Linked DNA regions of Zea mays: region 2 is linked to region 1. A link is a contact called in public Hi-C data. All regions are on one chromosome and are shown on one strand. Each heading gives the region's core, a stretch centred on a gene start, on an enhancer-like site or on the middle of the called end of the contact. The rest is flanking DNA. Distances are from core to core; before and after follow the strand shown. Region 1 holds the start of LOC100284275. Region 2 holds the start of LOC100281863 (polygalacturonase).

Region 1 (3,574 bases), core at 345-2,844:
GTGTGTTTAGAACCAGCTGGAGTTGCTTGAGTTTCCATACAGCTGACCATTCATGTTTCGATCATTGTGTGTGTGTTGGTTGAGTTGGAAGTTAAGTGTAGGTCTGCAAAAGGTTGGAAGTTTTGGGTTGAGACTAATGAATGCCTGACCAAATTGCGCGGCACTAAGCGTCCATCCAACTAGCTAGGAGGGCGATCGAGAAAAAGAGGAGTACGTTACGTGGGGTGGTAGGGACTAGGCTGCTGTCTCTTGAACACGATGTGCCACCAACCAGCCATACCATGCTACCTCATCTATATTGAACGAAAGAGCTGAAGGCTCTTACAGCAAAATCAGCTAGCATGACCCGACAAGGAGATGATCAAAGGCAGCTAGCTAGCTAGCTAGGTGGAGAAAATTGTGGAAAGAAAGTTCAGTGGGGACTGACAGCAGTGTCGTGTCCTCCTGACTTGCGAGGAGAAAAGAGAAGAGGAACACGATTTAAGTGCGCATATTTATTTATATACATGTTTTGGATGTTTTCTTTTGGCTCGATCAGAAATTGATCGTCGATATGGTGCGAAGGAGATAAGGTGATGCATGTAGAAGAACATGCCTCAGCCTCTAGCCTCTACTTGGTTTATCTTTCTATTTCTTCTTTTACGAAGAGAAAAGAAAGAAAGAAATTGATGTAGAGATATGTGGACTGATATATATGCTCTGAAACTGACCCAACCCAAGGTGCAGTGATGGATGTGGACGCCTCACCTGTCGCCTCCACTAGACTCTCTTTCAACTTTCCAAGCTAAGTGTTGTTCCCTGTAGGGTTAGCTGGGGCACAAGTTAGTTAAAAGCGCTCTCCCCCTCTCTCTCTATATATGTATGTATTAGCACTATATGCTAATAGGCAGGATATATATATAATATAATTGCTAGTGCTGGCTGCAGTTTATATATCGACCAATGCAAGAATGAATATATATATAGGTTGTAGATGATCTTCTTGGTTCAGCTGTTGTTGCACGCATGATTATTTCTCTGCTGATGAACAAAAGTATAGACTGCTGACTGCAGTTTGGGATCAGGAGGATGAAAGAATCACAGTCGGATGCATGTCACATGGTATGATAAGAGAGAGGACGAAATGATATGATTATCGATGGACCAACGACGGTGCATGATGAATAAAACCACAAGGAATTGAATTATTGATGGATATGCATGGGGGCCGGGGGTCATCAGTCTGAATTTCATTCATCAGCTAGCGGAAGCTTGTAATTTCAGCGACAAGCAGCTAGCTAGCGCACAAATAAGTCGATAGTCAGCTTGAAATAAAGATGCTTCATCTATGAGCTAGCTATGTGCCGTACGTACGTACGTGCTTTAATTTTACTTCCGCTGGCTTGTGAATGATCAGCGTCCTTTTTGGAGGCCAAGTCTTGAGAAAGACCGTACTGAATCCATCCTTCCTTCACGCCAAAACCCAAATGTAGGCCGGACTCAATATACAAACCAATATATATATATATATATATATATATATATATATATATAGCCAATAATTAATATTCTTCTAATAGTATAAAGTTAGTAGCTTAATTAGAATGTCTGCCTGCCAGTGCCAGTGGCAGGCTTATAAACACTAGGAGTCGTCCCTTCCTTGCTCTGCTTTCCTCTCTGCTAGCTAGCTCTTGTCTTGTCACTGAGTGAGCAGAAGGAGTGTGTGGTGGAGTGCAAACCAAATCAAACGAAGAAAAGTGGGAGCGAGGAGGAAGAAAAGAAGAAGAAGAAGACGACGACGACACCCACCACCAGCAGCAAGCAGCAATCAGCAACCAGCATAACGAAATGTCGATCAAGTACTGCGACCAGCACAAGGACTGCGAGCGGCAGCGTCTGTACCGTCGCTTCTGCGCCGCCCTGGTGGGCGTCATCGTGCTCGTCCTCCTCATCGTGCTCATCGTCTGGCTCGTCCTCCGCCCCACCAAGCCTCGCTTCTTCCTCAACGACGTGAGCATCGTGTGCATCAACGTCAGCTCCGCCTCCTACCTCACCGTCACCATGCAGGCCACGCTGGCGTCGCGCAACACCAACGACCGCGTCGGCATCTACTACGACCGCGCCGACGTGTACGCCGAGTACCGGGCGATGCAGATCACGGTGCCCACCGCGCTGCCGCCCTTCTTCCAGCCGCCCAACGACGCCGCCGTCTGGGCGCCCTTCCTCTCCGCCTCCAACGTCCCGCTGCCGCCCTACCTCGCCACCGCGCTCACACAGGACGAGACGGCGGGGTACCTGCTCGTCACCATCCGCGTCGACGGCTGGATCCGCTGGAAGGCCGGGGCCTTCATCACCAGCCACTACCACCTCAGGGTGCGCTGCCCCGCGCTGCTCACCGTCAACGACGGACAAGGAAGCTACGGCTCCAACGCCGGTGGGGGGCTCGGCTACTTCAAGTTCCAGCGCGCAGCACCCTGCATCGTAGACGTCTGAGATCGATCTCGATTCAAAAATCACATTAAAGAAGCTCGGCCGGGATGAATTGAACAAGAAGCCCTTTTCTTTTTCGTAATAAGATATATACATATGAATCAAATAATAGCTTCAACTCTTTGGTTTATTTTTGTTGCTTTTTTTTCTTTTTTTTGTTTGGATGGGAAAAAACGTAGACTATATTGTAGCAATTAATATCTGGAGGATATGCTTCTAGATGGATGGATATATGAACGAAAGGGCCGGCCGCCGGGAAAGCTCAGCTAACTTTGAGTTACCTCTACTTTTCCCTATCTCTGTACTGTAGAGTGTATTTTGGATTTCCTCGAGGTATGGTGGGACAAAAAAAAGGACTATTGCTTTGAATCTACGGAATTCATGAGAGGGACAAACCCACACACACACAAAATGTAAGTGTACGTGTTACTATTAAGTTGTTGATGTAAGTAGACTTTTCACTCATTGTCATACTAGTATGATCAAATTAATAGCTATTAATTATCCACCATATATGATTAACTTACTTATGTGTACTCCCCTGATCTGCCATATACTCCATCGCCTCTATTCTTTTTTATTTGTTTAAAAATAAACTAACGGACAACAAATATTTAAGAACAGAGGTAGTATATTTTATATGTGTTCCTTCTAATCTACTATACACACTCAGGTGCTGATTAATTCAGCAAGTTTAGTTCCCACTCAAGCTATAGCTACTTTACATATATTTATATATATCAGGCTGTTGAGCAGCTGCTGTTACTCCATCCATTGAAATCTCCCTTCCTTTACTCAGCTAAAAGTTGTTGCTACTGTTGACCTCTTTTTGTCTCCAAGATGACAATTATTATATTAATTACGTAATCTCGTGAAAGATCAAGACGAACTATATATAACATTAATTATACATGTCAGAAATTACCCTAGGTAGCCACCTTACTACTCTCTCCGTCTCATTATATAAGGCGTAATTATTTCTAGATCAAAGACCAAAAAATACATTTAATTCTATCTATATCAGTGCATCGATGTACGTGTGTATAGAAAGAATATGTCTTATATCGTAAGATAAAAACAAAAATGGTTATTTCTTATATTCTAG
Region 2 (3,574 bases), core at 553-3,052, 630 kb before region 1:
TTCTGACGTAAAACTTATTGTGTGCTGTTGTATTACATTTATAACTTATAGGCACTCCGTTATATGAATGGATGCAGTCTCAACCGTCTCTTTGAAAACTGATACAAAAGCTTTAGAGTTGTACATGCATTGATCAGAGGTAGATATGATTTTTTTTGTAGAGAAGACCATAAACAATATTTAATAAATTATATATAGTTCAATATAATTTAACTTAATAGACTACATGGTTTTATCTAACGCACAAACAAAAAATAACCAATGTTTATTGAATCAATCGTTATTTTATATCCTTAACTACTTAAAAACTAGTATTAATATAATTAGCCTACATTTATATGTTTGTACAAACCATTGAGGCCATCGCCAGGCCGGCCCTACTAGCCCCCCTCCCCTTTCTACGCCAGTGGCCCTGATAGCTTGTTTTAGCACAAACAAACCCATTTTCACAATTTTTCAAAATAAAAAGAGCACCTCCAATTCTTGGCGCTGTTTTTGGATTGGAACAAAGACCTTTGTTAGGTAGTGTTTGGTTGAAGAGCCAAGTAGAACGGAACCATTCTGTCCCAGTTTTGTTATTGTTTGGTTACAAAGTAATTAGAACGGAATGACTCCAATTAGGGAATATTCTCCTCAGATCCGGAACCATTCCGCTCCAAAAGATCAATGAGACGGAGCCGCTCCGTTCCAATCCCGCTCTCACAGTCACGCTCCGTTCCGTTCACTCTGCAACCAAACAAAAAACAGAACCGCTCCGTTCCAGGTTACCAAACACAAAACAGAGCGGCTCCGTTCCTAGAATCAGGAATGGAACGGCTCCGTTCTACTTGGCTCCTCAACCAAACACTACTTTTATATTCTTAGCTGATCCTGAGCATCATCTATGCTGTGCGCTAAACATTGCATTATTGGATATATTCATATGTAAACAATTTTCTACAAAAAAAATATATTTGGTCTGTTTCCTGTATGATGACTGTGATAGCAACAGTGTAAGAAGATTTGGGCCCAAAACCTAGATTTGGGCCTCCGTCGTCCGCTGTAGCAGTACTATGTAGCCCAGTAAAACCAATCTACGCACAAGTTTCTTACAGTTGCATGCACGCGTGGTCCACGTGCTACAGTAAAGCCTTCCAACGGTCCACATCTGTCGGTAGGGCTAGCAAGGAGTCGCAATCCTCTTTCATTTATTATACATACATTGATTGATTATTTATATATTATATATGGTGGCATATATATACAATTGCTATATTATTACGATCTTGTCGCTCTCCTCTTAAATATATTTCCTCCGTTTTATTTTAGTGTCGCTGGATAGTGCAAAATTGAACTATCCAGCGATAACTTAAAAAAACGAAGGGAGTAATTGTTCTAACATAAGCCAGGTGTGGATATGGATGTAGAAAAATTCTCTTGTTCTAACATAAACAATACTTGATCTCGGCATTGCGTTGTACTAGCACGCACTGGAGCTCGCCGTCGTGGCTCCACCTCGCCTGAAGCTTCGCCTGTCTGCTGGCTGTCAGCGTGGGGCGTGGCCGCTGCTTCGTCATCGCGGCCGGTTGCCGTGAGCAGAGGGGGCCTCAGCATGGGCTCAGTCGAACAAATGCTCAGCCTACATAAAACGACTGACCAGATCCAGCCCAACAAGTATAAAACATGATCGCTTAGCAAAAGCAAGCACCTGGCCGGGCGGGCCGTTCTGGGCCGGTCCATCCGTTTCCGACACGCTCACGCAATTCGGGCGAAAAGAACAGAAAAGCATCTGTCTCGGTTACGTCTCTTTTTCTCTCTCTCTCTCTATCGGCCGCGTCCGGCGTCCCGTCCAAAAAGGGAAAGCGATGCGCGTGGCGTGGCGGCACTTCCTCCTCCGCCTGCCTCGCCCGCCATGGCCGCGCGCGCCAAGGCCGCCGCCGTCGACGACCACGACCCCATGCCGCCACCGCTGCCGCTCCCATGGCCGCGCCCAGCGCCGCTCCTCGTCATGCTGTCCCTGCTCGCCACGGCCTCCTACCTGGCCCTCACGCGCTTTCCCGCCGCGCTCCTCCCGATCGCCCCTCGCTCTCGCCCCCACGACGCGCCCGCGCACGCGCCCGGGGACAGCTGCGCGGGGTTCTACGCGGGCGCGGGGCCGGCGCGCGAGGTGTGGGCGTCCGTCGAGGAGTTCGGGGCCGTGGGCGACGGGGCCACGCTCAACACCGCGGCGTTCCGGCGCGCCGTCGCGGAGCTGGGCGCGAGGGCCGTCGGTGGGGGAGGGGCCAGGCTCGACGTGCCCCCCGGGAGGTGGCTCACGGGCAGCTTCAACCTCACCAGCCGCTTCACCCTCTTCCTGCACCGCGGCGCGGTCATCCTCGGCTCCCAGGTTAACGGTTCATTCATTTCTTCTTTCTTTCTTTGTTTAGACAGTAATTAATACAGTAGTAGCAGTGCCAAATGCTGCATCGGCTTCGCTGTAGGAGCTAGGATTCTATTCTAGGAGGTGGTTTGAAATTTTGCTCAGCGTTTCTGCTCAAGCATAGCATGCAATGCATGCGCACAACAAAACGCGTGGTTTAATTTGCTTGCTCGATCAGTGGCCTGGCTATGCATGGACAAGAAATTTGTTCGTTACATTGGTGGGTTCAGAAATTTCCAAAGCCTTGCGTAACCGGCCCTCCAAACATTGGGATGCTCGTCGTCGTCAAACTAGGTAGATTCGGCGCTTGTGCTGTCACATGCATGCCATGATCCGTGTGCAGACAGATACTAAATGTATTGGAGAAGTCACATGCTTGGCCATGGACGGTCGCCTGGTTCTCTGCTGCTTCCTTGTGAACTCTGCCACCACATTATCTGTGTGCCTTTGCTTTGTCCCCACTGCATGCTATGCTGCTTCCATTCCACCTGGACTGGGGTTGCTGGCCCGAGTTGAAGCCTCTTTTGTACTTTACATTGCTTCCACCTTCCTCTTATCTGTCGTCTGTGCTAAAGCCAATAGAGAGGGTAGCTGTGTCACTTCTCCTGCTACAGCTACTTCCAATTCCAACAGAACAAACAAGCTAGTATTAGCTACTGCATGGGAAATGGTGAGCTTCAGTTGGAACACACTGATCATAATAATCGTAAGCCATCTTGCGTCTTTTACAGCTAATGCCTGTTCCAAAATATTGTGAACGCCAGTCTATGCCCATTTTGTTTGTTTGTTTGTTTTTTCCCATCTGTGTCAACCAAGGCAAAAAGACACAGCTGCATGTGTGATCTGTATTACACTACTGTAGAGTCTGTAGTACAGTACTGTAGAGTCATTATCAGGCCATTCATTTATAATGGCAACAGGATGGCTTTATAATTGAATTGATACCCACCATGTTAGATATATATATTCTGTATTGAATACTTGTGTATTCAATCCACATTTAACTAGGCGAATGATGCCCAGCGCTTCGATCGTAGCTGTGTACGTATGCTCATTACAAAGCTGTATAGAGTATTTTATTCACTAGCAAGCTGGACTATCATGTGCAGGATCCAGAAGAGTGGCCTCTCATTACCCCTTTGCCGTCTTACGGGCGCGGGAGAGAGCGGTTAGGAC

Evidence for each region. Hi-C and Micro-C count contacts between places; a contact is called where the count stands out from the background.
Region 2: a Hi-C map of bundle sheath shows a contact between it and region 1, with 2.4 times the contacts expected there. The contact joins the promoter of LOC100281863 here to the promoter of LOC100284275 in region 1. A contact is called at or near these places in 3 of 25 Hi-C or Micro-C datasets (bundle sheath, leaf and tassel).

Annotation. Positions count from the first base shown.
Region 1 is chr6:5,903,753-5,907,326 of Zm-B73-REFERENCE-NAM-5.0, reverse strand. LOC100284275 reads left to right here and starts at 1,594. Exons shown (of 1, transcript NM_001157170.2): 1 at 1,594-2,978. The coding sequence starts at 1,828. The coding sequence ends at 2,472.
Region 2 is chr6:6,535,589-6,539,162 of Zm-B73-REFERENCE-NAM-5.0, reverse strand. LOC100281863 (polygalacturonase) reads left to right here and starts at 1,802. Exons shown (of 5, transcript NM_001154783.3): 1 at 1,802-2,365; 2 at 3,508-3,574. The coding sequence starts at 1,892.